Regions from separate parts of the Rattus norvegicus genome. Here regions 2 and 3 are each linked to region 1. The links are chromatin contacts, called in public Hi-C maps. All regions are on one chromosome and are shown on one strand. The core of a region is the stretch at or near the end of the contact, and the rest is flanking DNA. Distances in the headings are between cores, read along the strand shown.

The links. Hi-C and Micro-C count contacts between places; a contact is called where the count stands out from the background.
Region 2: a contact with region 1 is called in a Hi-C map of prefrontal cortex, with 2.7 times the contacts expected there. The contact joins the enhancer-like site here to the promoter of Nrp2 in region 1. A contact is called at or near these places in 5 of 12 Hi-C or Micro-C datasets (the A7r5 cell line, Schwann cells, frontal cortex and 2 more).
Region 3: a Hi-C map of Schwann cells shows a contact between it and region 1, with 5 times the contacts expected there. The contact joins the promoter of Pard3b here to the promoter of Nrp2 in region 1. A contact is called at or near these places in 3 of 12 Hi-C or Micro-C datasets (the A7r5 cell line, Schwann cells and liver).

What each region holds. Positions count from the first base shown.
Region 1 is chr9:71,615,223-71,619,603 of GRCr8, forward strand. It overlaps Nrp2 (neuropilin 2), which reads left to right and starts at 2,032. Exons shown (of 17, transcript NM_030869.4): 1 at 2,032-2,385. The coding sequence starts at 2,313.
Region 2 is chr9:70,206,442-70,210,822 of GRCr8, forward strand. No RefSeq gene overlaps it. Among named protein-coding and RNA genes, the nearest start is that of Pard3b, 320 kb to the right of the region's middle. Within about 2 kb of position 2,055, at least 8 of the 93 cell types and tissues checked have an H3K27ac peak or open chromatin away from gene starts, as enhancers often do. A contact at or near this core is called in prefrontal cortex, where this site is marked.
Region 3 is chr9:70,530,426-70,534,806 of GRCr8, forward strand. It overlaps Pard3b (par-3 family cell polarity regulator beta), which reads left to right and starts at 2,070. Exons shown (of 23, transcript NM_001191808.2): 1 at 2,070-2,603. The coding sequence starts at 2,484.

The sequences.
Region 1 (4,381 bases), core at 782-3,281:
GCGCGCGCGTGTGTGTGTGTGTGTGTGTGTGTTGCCCTCTGGAAGAACTCAGGGGGCCTCTGACTCCTGACCTTTTCAGCCAAGCAGTAAGATTAACCACGTGACATCCAGCCTCTGGACTTCCACTGTAAAACCCCTCTATGTCTTCATTTAACTAGTTGCAAATCACTTCTGATTCAATTTTGTTTGGGTTTATCTCCATGTAAATAACAGTTAAGTGAGAGTTACAGATTTTTTTTCCAAACACTGACTGTGATAAACAAAGCTAATGGCAAGTCCAGATAAGAAAAGAAACGACCCAGAACCCATAAGTCCACTCCAAGGGAAAAAAAAATGGATAGTTAGATGTGCATGTCCTTTGTCACCCAAACTTGTTTCTTAATCTGCAGACTGCTAGGAGAGGGATTGAAAAGTTTGCCAGGCGTGTTGTATTGAATCTTGATCATGGTAAAGCAACGGTGCCTGGTGAATATGACAGCTGGGGATCATCCAACCACCCTCAGAAACAAAGATACAAGTGTTCCCGGGACTGTTAGCTTACAGCACCTTGAAACAGTTTTCATGTCTCCACTTAAAAATAGGTAGCATAATGCTATTCTCTTTCTGTCAACATTGTGACCACTTTCCTTGAGGAAACATGAACAGAAGTAGTTACAGTAGCATTCCAAGAGGCCTTCCTGTACCTGTACTATGTGCGGAAGCTTGAAGGTGTATTGGGTGGCCAGGGGACAATTTAATTGCCTGGGGAAATTCTTTATTCAATAAAATCGTTCCTCGTTTAAAGATAGTTATAAGTTAAGGGCGCAGGTTGAAGTAAATCCTAACCCAGACCACAGAGGAGCCTGTTCCGGACACAACAAAGGATCTGAGAAGTAAACCCAAGAAACACTAGAGGTTTGCTTCAAGGAAAGCTAAGGTTGCCTGTGTGTGTGTCGCCGCCACGCATTGCTGCCTCTGAGAACACAGGGCTGAGCCCTTGACTGGCTCCCTACGCCAAACACAGTCCGCCACCCAACTCCCGTAACGCCATGGCAGGTGGCATTGTGTTGGATTCTGAGTGTGTGGCTTCCGAGTCTCGGAATTTGGTGGGGAACAAGAATTTCCCGGGCTCCTCGGAGTTTCCCTGCGGCAAGAGCAGCGCGCCCTGAAGGGAGGGCGCTCCTTGCTCCGGGTGTGACAGACACACCCGCAGCCCGGCATGGAGCTGCGCGGGGCAGGAGGGAGGTGCGGACTGGGATAGGGGCGGCAGGGTGGTGTGGCACCTTAACTTTGATCGCGCGGTCGCAGGGTTGAGAGCCACCGCCGCCCCGCCCGAGCTGGGTGCCGCGGTCTTCGGCTCTGCGCCGCGCGTCTCCGCGGCTGCCTCTTTAATCAGGAACACAGAAGGGGCGGGCCCTGAGCGGGCGCGTAATCGGATCGCTCTGCCGCGGCTCTGACATCCACATGCTGCTCGGCCTGAAAAGGCGAGGGGGGAGCCGGAGGGGAGACAGAGGAGGCGAGCGAGGCACCAGCCCGCAGCCCGCCCCCGGCACATCCTCAGAAGCACAGACACTCGGCCCGGCGCTGGGCGAGGTGGAGGTGAGGGCGGGCGCCAGCGAACTCGGAGAGCCGCTCGCACACTCGCGGGCGATCTCAGCCGCCGCCGCCGCCGCCGCACCCGCAGCAGCACCAGCAGCACCGGCCACAGCAGCTTCCTGCCTCGCTCTCCCCTCCAGAGACTGGCCAAGCGGGTGTAGCCGCTGGGGAAGGCTCCCGCTTAGGGGAACCCGGAGAAGACTAAGAGCCGGGCGCCTGACTGCCTACCACTCCGCCTGTCCAGCGGTCGGTACCTCTGCCCGCGTGTGTCCTGGGTGCCGGCAGACCTGTGTCAGTTTGCGCTTCTGAGATCACACAGCTGCTTAGGGGCCGTGTGATGCCCAGGGCAATTCTTGGCTTTGGTTATTATTATTATTACTATTATTTTGCGCTTAGCTTTCGGGAAACCCTCGTGATGTTGTAGGATAAAGGAAATGACACTTTGAGGAACTGAAGAGACCATACACGCGTTTGGGTTTGAAGAGGAAACTGGTCTCCGCTTCCCCAGCTTGCTCCCTCTTTGCTGATTTCAGGGGCTATCTCTTAGTGAGGTGGAGATATTCCAGCAAGAATAAAGGTGAAGGCAGACGGACCTCCAGGACGCAGGAGGAAAACGCTGATCATTAGAGACCTTTGCAGAAGACACCACAAGGAAGAAAATTAGAGAGGAAAAACACAAAGACATAATTATACGAGATCCCACCAACCTAGCCCTGGAGAGAGCCTCTCTGTCAAAAATGGATATGTTTCCTCTCACCTGGATTTTCTTAGCTCTGTACTTTTCGGGACACAAAGTGAGAAGCCAGCAAGGTAAGCCCTTCAAAGTTTTTCTATTCATTTTTACATGGTTCCCCCTTTAAGGGCGACTGCTAATGCGGAGAAGCCACTCAGAACCGCTCAGGAGGAGGCTCCCTCAATACTCAATAATTTAAAGGGAGATCTCCGTGGCCTTCTTTATACCACCAGGGCTGCTAAACCCAACTTTTCTCTCTTGCTAAGGGAGTGTGTGTGTGTGTGTGTGTGTGTGTGTGTGTGTGTGTGTGTGTGTGTGTTTTGTAACAGAATTTGGCGGTGTTCAGATGTCACATATGGACTGAATCAAAGGTTTAAAAATACTACAAAGCCTTTGCATTACAGTTTTGGGGATTTTTTTTCCTCCCTGTCTTGAAGCAGAACACATCTCCCTTGAGTTTCCTCAACCTAGCCAGTGAAATATAAATCACTTACATTCCCTCTGCTTAGCTACATTGAGCAATGTTAGCTGAAGGGCTTGGGAAAAAAAGCTAGAGTCTAGCTTTGCTTTTCAGATGTGTGGATTCTTTGCAGAATGGGAGGATACATCTCAGAACTGTAGGGTTGAAGCTAGTGGAGCGAGCCAGCTTGTGGCTGAAATGGAAGCTTTCCCGTGGGCAGTTGATAGTCCCCGCTCTCTCGTGAATCTGTGTGTTTTCTGGGAAAGCAAATCATGTTCTTTAAATTTTTTTTCTTAAAAGATAAAACAAACTGCATGACCCTCGACAGTCTCCTCATGTGAAGTGGTTAGAAAGTTTTGAGTGGAATTTGTTCTCAAACACTGCCAAAAAGGGTGTGTGGACACAGGCTGCAGAGATAAGCACAGCAGGGCCTAGGAGAGGCCAGGGCCAGCTCTTGTGGAGTGCGACAGGGGATACTTCTCTGAAAACAGGTCTCTGGGAATGCGGTTCTTCCACTCTGGAACTGCTTCTGGGGGTGTTTCCCTCCGCTCTAAGACAGTGTCTGGAACCTGAAAAAACTCTTAGCGTTTGCTCCTACAGGTGACTGGGATGGGAAACCATCTACCAAGGAAATGGGGGATAAGAGAAGGAGGGAGGAAAGATAGAGACAAAAACTCTATTACCTCGAGGCACTTGGCGGAGACAGCCAGCCGCGGTGGTGGGTCTCCTTCCTCACAGCCACCCTGGCGCTCCGCACCGTGCTTAGCGGGTCCTGAGGAGAAAGCTTAGCGGCTACCAAGCTTCTTGTTCCTTCCCCAACACACACCTACACCCATTTTACGTGGGACATATATGGGTTTTATTTTTTGCCATCTTTGGGGATTTGGCAGAGTGGGCAATGCTGTTGAGACCCAAATCCAACAAGCCTTTGCAGCTCCCTCTCTGCGGTAACTGGTCCTACTGGCAACTGCAAAGCATGAACCAAGGAAGGGTTGGGTGCAGGTCCTTCCTGGGGAAAATTTCTGGGCCTAGCATTCCATCTTGCCTTTATTCTGAATTCCCAGCTTGAATAGAAATTAAATTACCTCCCACGGACCTGAATGCTGCGTAAATTATGTATGTGTGTGGTTTGTTGTATATGTGTATATGTATGTGTGTGTGCGCGCGCACGCGCGCTCCTTGAGAATGCCTACAGTATATTTTGTATTCAAGAACGGACTCCGGTAGGCCCGGGTGTGCGAGTGCGCGTGCACTGGTACACAACACACACACACACACACACACACACACACACACACACACACACACACAACTTCAGGTTCCGGTGATGTGCGAAGCGGTTGGGATTGTAAAGACTTGGGGACCATCTCCTATCCCAGATGTTCGCACATCTGTCCCTAAGCGCTGCGTGGAGCATGTGTGTACGACACCCGCTCGAACCCACTCCTGCTCTGCCACCTGCCTTCCGCGCTCTCTGCAGAGCCCCCTCCCATTCCAATCCCTGGTCTTACTGCGTCACTTCCAGAGAAGCTCAAAAGCGCGGGGTGCGAAGAAGCTCATCACCCACTAAGAGCCCCGCGGGCAGCCTTGGGCCGGGGGTGGGACCCGCCCGG
Region 2 (4,381 bases), core at 805-3,304, 1.4 Mb before region 1:
CTATCTGATTAGGCCCCCACCAACCAATCCCAGCACATGATTTGGGAAATATTTCCTTTCTAGCATTCTGGAGAACAATCTCTTGCTGAGGGAAAAATACATTATAAAATAAATGGAAAAGCATCAATCAGGTGGGGAAGTGGGAATGTTTTTATTTAAATGGGACTGAAGACAGTAGTTTACTTTTTTTTTTCTTCCTAAGATAACTAAACAGAGCAGGGAAGGCTGTTACCTTTTCTCCTCGGGTTGAGGTTTTATGAAGCCAGATATGTCATTGGGTAAGTGCCAGTGAGGCAGGGTGGTCAGTAAATACCTTGTCCAATTTTGGTGTGATTTGGATCAAAGTATAAAAGTGATTTATTGTTTACAGACAGTGCCTGCCCTCCCCTCCAACAGACAATGGACACTTTTCAGGCAAGGAAGTCTTCCCCCCCTATTAACATGCATTTACACTTACGCCTGCAGGCCTCACCTAGGGTTTGCAATGGCTGGCAAGTGTTTATACCAGAGATAAAGCACACCTACTTTCTCAGTCCTCCTGTGTGGAAGAGTCCACGGAGAAAGTCCTGCTCACTGAGGCCTTGAAACAGTTCTCTCTCTTCAACTGTTTCACATGGCACAGCCTTCTGCATAAACCAGACACACACACACACACACACACACACACACACACACACACACCCTTCACCAATCCTCAAAGATAAAGAAATAGACTCATAGGCCCTCACACTCAATCCAGATGTAAATAACTCACTGGATGAATGAGAGAAGTCATTTCCAGGCTGTGAAAGTAATTCACAGCCTCACCTCTTCCTAATGGGGCCATGTGGCCTGGTGCTGTCATGTCAGCCAGCCACAGCTGCAACCTGACAACACATGCAAAACCCATCACCCTGTCCTGGAGGGCTCCGCTCCCACCCCGCCCACCTCTGTCTTTGGACTGAGGGTAAAGAGCCCTCGATGTTCTAGATGATTCGCTGCTCACCGGAATGCTCCAACAGAGCTCCATGAAATTTGCTTTCTCATGAGTTAATAACAAAAAAGCAACCATGTTATAATTCTGTTTTTTTCCTTCTTAGTTAAAGGCGGGAAATTCCATATTAATTATGTACTACATATTAACCCTAACTGGCCCCAGACAAAGTGCTGAGGGATTCTGGATTGATCAGCAAGTGCCCTCCTCTCTCAGGACCTGTCGCCTTCTGGTCTGCTTCATTCTATTCTCAGCCCCGAGCTCCCTAACAGGCAGGCACACACATACACAACAGGGAGTCATTCTCAGAAACACCCAGTTCACCTCTCACTCCAAACACCTGCTTCTGTCAGATGGTCCCTGGAGTGACCCCTCCAACAACACTTACAGCCAGACACTGCTTGATTCTAACTCTTTAACCCTTACAGTTTCCAAACGTCAGGCCACTGGGCTTCCCATCCTAGGTTACCTGAAATCCATCCAGACTGTCCAGTGTTCTAGTTTTTGTGAGTCTTGACTTCAGCACTTACCTTTCTCAGACTAAAAGAAATGTTTTTCTATTATTATTATTATTATTATTATTATTATTATTATTATTATTATTTACTTCCTTGTCTCCTGGATGCTCTCAGCATCACCTGAGTCTGCAGTTACACCTGTGCACAAACATTTCATCCAAAAATATTTCCTCAGGTGGAGCTGGTGCTGGGAAATATTAGCTACACATGGAGGAAGGATTTCTAGCGACTTCTATGAAAGATCCTGGAAGAACAAATTTGGAAGTAGGAAGGAGTTTGAAAAAAGCTCTCACACACACATCCTAGCCCCTTTTCTGTCAAAAAGACACCAGCATTTGCAGTTCCACTTCTTATCTTGGAGTCAGGTATTATGACGTAAGTAAGGTCTTGTGTGGGTGAGCATGGAAGTGGATAAGGGAGGCGCTCACAGAGAGGCTGTGATGTGAGTGTGAGGCATCCCTCTAGATGTCACACCACAGTGGCTTCCCTGTACCCAGGTGTCTGCCCTGCAACCAACTCAGACCTTAGTTCAGGTTTACTGGGCTGTACTGTCTCTGGACTTCTGCCACGAACCAAGTCCCTCCCTCTCTCTTCACATTCTGTTTCCGGCATATTCGATCACTTCTCCGGTTCCCCAATGCCTCTCCTTTCCCTTCCTTAATCCTGCCTTTGAAAAGCAGTCACATAGCACAGTCCCTTCTTGCCAACACACACGGGGAAAATTAAATATTTGAGAAGCCTTCGCTCGTGACATCAGTCCAAAGGGTACCAATAAGCTGTCCAGGGCCACCCCTCCATAAACGCAGCCGCTCTGGAGGCACCTATGCCTGGTAACCATCTCCCTGGCAACAGAGCTCCCAATGGCCAATGGGCACTGCGTTTGAAGCACTGAGTTTTTTGTTTCCAAAGCGTGTCTGCTGCTTCTGCTTTGATTAATCAACATCACCTCTTTCGGTGTGTGTTTAAGTGAAGTAATAGATGACTGCTTGGGTACAGCTGGATGGCAAAGGCCTTTCAGGAGTCGAGGAGAAAAGGCAAAATAAAATAATAAAAAAAAACGTAATGGATTCTGCAGAAGGGGTTTGAAAACCTCTTATTCCTTGCTACTCACAGACCTGATGCTCCCTCCCTCCCTCCCTCCCCCTCCCTCCCCGTCCCTCCCTCTCTCCCCCCTCCTCTCACTTGCTCACTTAGACAATGTAGTATTCTATCGATACACCCTATTCTCAGTCATCTCCTAGAGATCCTGAGACCTCGGGTTTTCTAGATTTTTGCACTCGGGGGACTGTTTTGAACTTGCCTTTTGTGTTCTGCCTGTGAAGGTTAAAGTGTTTGGGACAGCGCACTTCTCGCGTGCAGGTTTTCCTTTCTCCATCTGCTCTCCACAATCCTTCCATCTGCTTTAGAAATTTCTTAAGATCCCATGACAGCAGGAAGCTGTCCCTGCTCTCTTTACCTCATCTTGGGACTAGAATGCTTGGTGTTTATTTAATACCTGTCCAGGTCCACTCTTGGTGAAGATTCCTCGGACAGAAGCAAAGCTAAAATGCCTAAGTTTCAGAGAGACTATCTCCTCCAATACTTTTGGTAAAGTACAATAACTGAATAGAACCCAGTTCTGTCTTCAATTCATTTATATACAGTTTAACGGTAAGTTTTTTATGTCTAAACTAAATATATCTAGACTTTTATATCTAAACAACCACTCATTGAACAACCAGTCATTGCCTGGTGAGAAAAAACAAAAGACTCATGTTACTGGCTTGGTATGTTATTAACATGAACGAAAGGTGTATTTTCTTATGCTTCATACCTGTTCATTTTAACGACCTTTGATAGCACGACTGACCTTGACTTTTCCATTTGGCTCAAGGAAGAATTTTTAACTGAGAAGCATCTACTAACAGGCAGGCCTTTCACAGAATACTAAAAGTCACCACTAGGTGGCAGAGTAGCACAACATGAAGGAAAAAAAAAAAAAAAAAAAACAAAAAAAACAACCCTCTATCCCAGGGGGCCAACTGCAGGCCTCTGTTAATAGCTTGATTTTCCACTTACAGGCAAGAAAATGCCAGGGAAACTTTTGTTTTCCTCTTTGAGGGAACAAGGAGGGAAAGAGATGGGGGAGGCATCAAGTCCCCAACCACTGTGTGCTGTCTGCTGCCCCTTAGTCACATCTGGACGTTATAAATCATGCATTATTGGAGTCTAGCATTTTCTGATCTCAGCAACAGGCCCCTTCTAAGCAAAAGGGAGCCAGCATGTTCTGTTTAGCTTAAAATTGACTAAAATTGCAAGTGAAAGAAGGAGAGAAAAATCACTGTGACAGCGGGAAGACAGTGATGGGGTTTCGTTGCCTGTACGGGGCAAGCACCCTTGGAATGTGCTCAGTGGCCAGCCCCAGCCTCCAGTTATTCTTGCCCTGTGACTGCTCCTGTTTGCACCTGTTTGTGCTCCACAGACACCAGAACCTATCAGGATCTCACCAGAAAACTCTCTCTCCGACAGCTAATACCTCCACCCCCAATGTCATCACCTGGTATATTTATCACTTTTTAATCTGGGCCATCGTTTGGGGTTCCCCAGACCTTGCTCAGAAATGGTTCATAGCTGCTGTCTTTCAGTAGACTTTACCTGTGGGCTCTAGAGCTGCCCAGTCGTAGGTCAAGGAAGTCTGATGCCTCAATCTGCCCGCATCCTGCATTCCAAGCTCGTGGGCCGTCATACAAAATACCGGCCGATCATTTGCACAAGGACCTGTCCAATCTCATTAGATTTCTCATTTTCAGCATAATACTGTCATGGTGCCGTGCACCAGTGCCTCAGATTAGTGGCTTGTCAGAATGGTGCTCCACTAATGAGCTAATCCAAATAACACTCAAATCCCAAA
Region 3 (4,381 bases), core at 820-3,319, 1.1 Mb before region 1:
GCAGGCAAAAACAAGCAAATGGAACCCAGGTCTAGACTCCTCTATCATTACTCAATGAAGGAAAATTATTTATTATCTTCTGTGTAGGAGGCACCACAGGGCATGACATATTGATTTAGGTGTTTGAAGAGCATGGGTGACTGTGTTACTCTTCTTAATGCATGATGAATTGTTTCTATGTGTGCTGTTATGAGGCTGAAAAGCAAATTAAACATGGTTATTTAATAAACATGAAATATAATCACTAAGCACTATTCCCAGTTACTGGTGTGGGGTCATGACAGTGTACAGGATGCACTGCTCGAATCCAAGTGTAGCTGCAGGCTTCCTTTATCTAACCCAGGCATGGACTCTGCTGCATTCCATTAGACCTGCTTCTGAACTGTGAGTGGGGCAGGGTAAGCCTGTGTGTTCTTCATAGCTGACTTGGGGAATCTCAAAGCCAGGAAGTTGAAGGCTCTGGGTACCAGGGGAGAACTTATAGTAGGCTGCGAAGAATGTGAAGAGAACAAACTCTGGTCATGTGGAGTGGAAGATCAGTTTGGGAACACACCAAAGGACAGGGGAGTGTGGAGGAAGCAGCATGTGCTTGTATCTCAGCTGAGAATCTTCTCAGTATACTGTGAGGCTCACTCATTAATACCTGGCATTTGCATGTGCTGGGTTTTGACTGTTTCTTGTGGAAGACACAGCAGAGAAACACCTGTGAGCCCACTTCACAGCCAATAAAGACACCATTAGCAGTGTCGTTGATAGTTGGAGATAGTAGTTCTTGAAGATACAATTTGTGATCCTGCCTCCAATATTGCCTCAGAGGGTTGCTCAGTGAATTCTTTGTTTGGTTTTATGACAAAAATGGTTCTGTCTTTGGCTTACCAAATCAGTTAGATTTGCGTCCAAACTGGACTTTCTACTGCGTATTTTCTCCAAGTTGACTCAGTTTACGCGGCCCTCTTTAGGGCCACTGACATTGAATAAGGTGCTTGCCAGGAACATAATCAATGTATAGTAAATGTATAAATGAGCTTTAAATCGATCAGAACTTCCAAATCCATAATTTAAGACCAAACCATCTCAAGCAACTCAAGTTCAATTTAAGTTGACATAGGAGAAACTCTGGGAGGAAGTGGATCTTATTGGCTACACTAAATTGCTATAAAACTGCCCGGAGCCACTAGAGACGTAAACAGGAGGACCTGTGCTCTCTGCACCACAACGAGCTCCATGACCAGTCTGTTTGAATTTTGAATCTTTAAGCGCTGAAGATCAAATCCATGCCTGTAGGGGAAAATTCTAAACTGAACCACACCCAGCAGGCCAAGCGCCATTCTTTCTGCCCAAGGTAGGGGGAAAAGTATCTTCCAGCTCAAAGGAGCTGTTTACTTAGGAATTAAGGATACAGATGGTACTTGTTGGCCAGAACTTCTCCCCGTACCTTGTGTTCAATTGTTCAAGCATATGAACCTGCGAAATCATGACTCAAGGGTGTTCTTTTCTTCGTCAGATACACAAAGGGGAGTCCCCCTTCAAAAGGAAAAGTGTAAACTTTTACACCCAATTATATTTGGACTTTGGGTGTGATCTTTGCTGGAACACTTGGCACCTGCACAGTGGTCTTTAAGCTCCCTCAGCTAAGCTAGTTCTCTTGTGGCTCCAGAGGGAGCTGCAAAAGTTCTGCCCTTGGTCAGTCCCACCTTTCAATTCCTCAGTACTAAGGATATTTTAGAAGGTGTGGCAAAAAGCACCTGCTCTGGAGCTTCCCTTGAACCTTGCTCCAGCTCTCATTTTAAGGGAGTTGCTCAGCCAGTTTCCGATCTATTCCAAGTGTGCTTTATGAGATCCGGTTTCAATTCCCCTGTGGTAGCTCCCAGATCCCGTTACAATTCCCGGAGCTCCCTGTAGGTGTGAAGGAGAGACAGAACCAAGTGCTGGTTACAGGCTACCCAAGGTCTAGTTACACGAGGCAACCCCGGTGGCCCGGGGCAACACCTTGGAGCTTTCTGTGGCCAGCGAGCGCCGCGGCCCCTTTAAGAGCCGGGCCCAGGCTGGCCCGCGGACCGAGGGAGCCCAGAGCGCCGCGCGCGTCGGAGGAGTTGGGAGCCGGCGCAAAAGTTTCCTCCCAACTCCGGCCCCGCGCGCCGCCGCCGCCGCCCACTCCAGCCCGGGGCCTGGGGCCGGCCCTGCCACAGTCGCCAGGGCCACCGCCAGAGGCAGGGCCGGGCCGGGCCGGGCCGCGCCCGCAGTTTCACTTTGGCGCGTGGAGCCTCTGACTGCACCCGGCCGACCCTCCGCGTCCCCGCGTCTCCGCGCCCGTGTTCCCGCCCTCGGCCTCCCGTGGGGCTGCAGGGGAGCAGCCGTGGGTCCGGGCCCCGGAGGCACGCGCCAGACAGCGTCGTATCCGCCTCAGGTCCCCGGACTGAGGGGCTGCGCCCGGGGGGCAGGCACCTGTTCGGCCCGGCCCCGCGCGGGAGCCGGGGGCCAGGATGAAAGTGACAGTGTGCTTCGGGAGGACCGGCATCGTGGTGCCCTGCAAGGACGGCCAGCTGCGCGTCAGCGAGCTCACCCAGCAGGCGCTGCAGCGGTACCTGAAGACCCGGGACCAGGTAAGGGACGCTGCAGGGGGCGAGCATAGGGCGCGACTGCCCGGGGGGGCTCACTTTATAAGTGTCCTAGGCCACGCACCTGCCGGGCGCCCTGGACCAGGTGGCGCTTTTTTTATGGGGTTCAGATCACTCCCAGCGGCTGCTGAGCGCTGCCTGCAGCCACAAGTTTTGCAGGCTGCTAATTTCAGGGACCCAAGTAGCCCTGTCTTGCCATTGAGAGTCATGAGAAGAAATGGCGGCATCCCGCTCACTTGAGGGGTCCTTACACCTCCGCCCTCTGAGGCCTACTCCGAAGTTCACACACCCAGTCTGTTCTGTAAGGTAGCCCCAGGTGTTTGAGTAGCAGGGCTCCAGAACCTACTTGAGAGGACACTGTGATGTTACCCGTACTGCTCACCTGAAGTGTGATTTCTGACCCTCTAAGTCCCGCCCTAAGGAGGCTCCTTGGAGTTAGAGCATTGATTGGCTCAAGAAACACCTCCAAAGTTATAGCTATTGGCGCTTTTAGAGTTCTTAGCTTGATGGGAGGTCTCCCAGTGACCTGGGCAGGAGGAGGTCCTGTGGGGATGCTACTCTTATAAGAGCTAGTGCCCTGGGGTGTTTTCAGTTGCATGCCACAGTTTCTGTGAGTCATAGCCAATGAGAATAGTTGAATTGGGTTCTGGGTTACTCCCAAAATGAGGATGACCCACTGTTTTGCTCAAGTTAGACATAGGTAAAAGTCAAAAGCTAGCATACAAAACAAATGGCAGGACTCCAGCACTCTTGTCAGGTGTCTGGGTGACTTGTGCGAGTTCTGCTTTCTTTTATGGAACCTCTAAATGAATGCTCAGGAAAGCGCCTTTAGACTTGTTTCAGTTCTTACATGGCCTGTTTGGTATGCTTCAACTCAACTTCCCCTCGAACAGATAAGCCACCAACTTGTTCGCATAATGATTATTGTAAACTATAGTCAAGAAGTCGGTCCAATCTCGAGATGAAAAACTGTAATTTTTTATTGGATTTTTTAAAATTTACATTTCAAATGTTATTACCTTTTTCGGTTCCTCGGACATAAGCCCCCATCCCCTCCTCCTCCCCTTCGTCTATAAGGGTGTTCCCCTCCCCAACCACCCTACCCTTCACACCCCTTCCCCGACATTCTTCCGCACTGGGGGGGGTCCAGCCTTGACAGGACCAGACTTCTTGCATTGGTGCCCAGCAAGGACATCCTCTGCTACATATGCAGTTGGAGCCCTGGGTCAGTCCATGTATAGTCTTTGGGTAGTGGTTTAGTTCCTGGAAGCTCTGGTTGGTTGGCATTGTTGTTCTTATGGGGTTGCAAGCCCCTTCAGCTCTTTCAATCCTTTCTCTAATTCCTGCAACGGGGATCTTGTTCTCAGTTCAATGGTTTGCTGCTAGCATTCGCCTCTATATTTGACATGTTCTGGCTGTGCCTCTCAGGAGACGTCTATATCAGGCTCCTGTCAGCACGCACTTCTTAGCTTCATCAATCTTATCTAGTTTTGGTGGTTGTATATATATGGGCTGTATACCCATGTGGGGCAGGTTTTGAATGGCCATTCCTTCAGTCTCTGCTCCAAACTTTGCCTCCATATACCCTCCTATGAATATTTTTGTTCTGCCTTTTATCTTTTGTTTTATTTTTTGGAGCTGGGGACCGAACCCAGGGCCTTGCGCTTCCTAGGTAAGCGCTCTACCACTGAGCTAAATCCCCAGCCCCTGTTCTGCCTTTTAAGAAGGAGTGAAACATTCACACTTTGGTCGTCCTTCTTCTT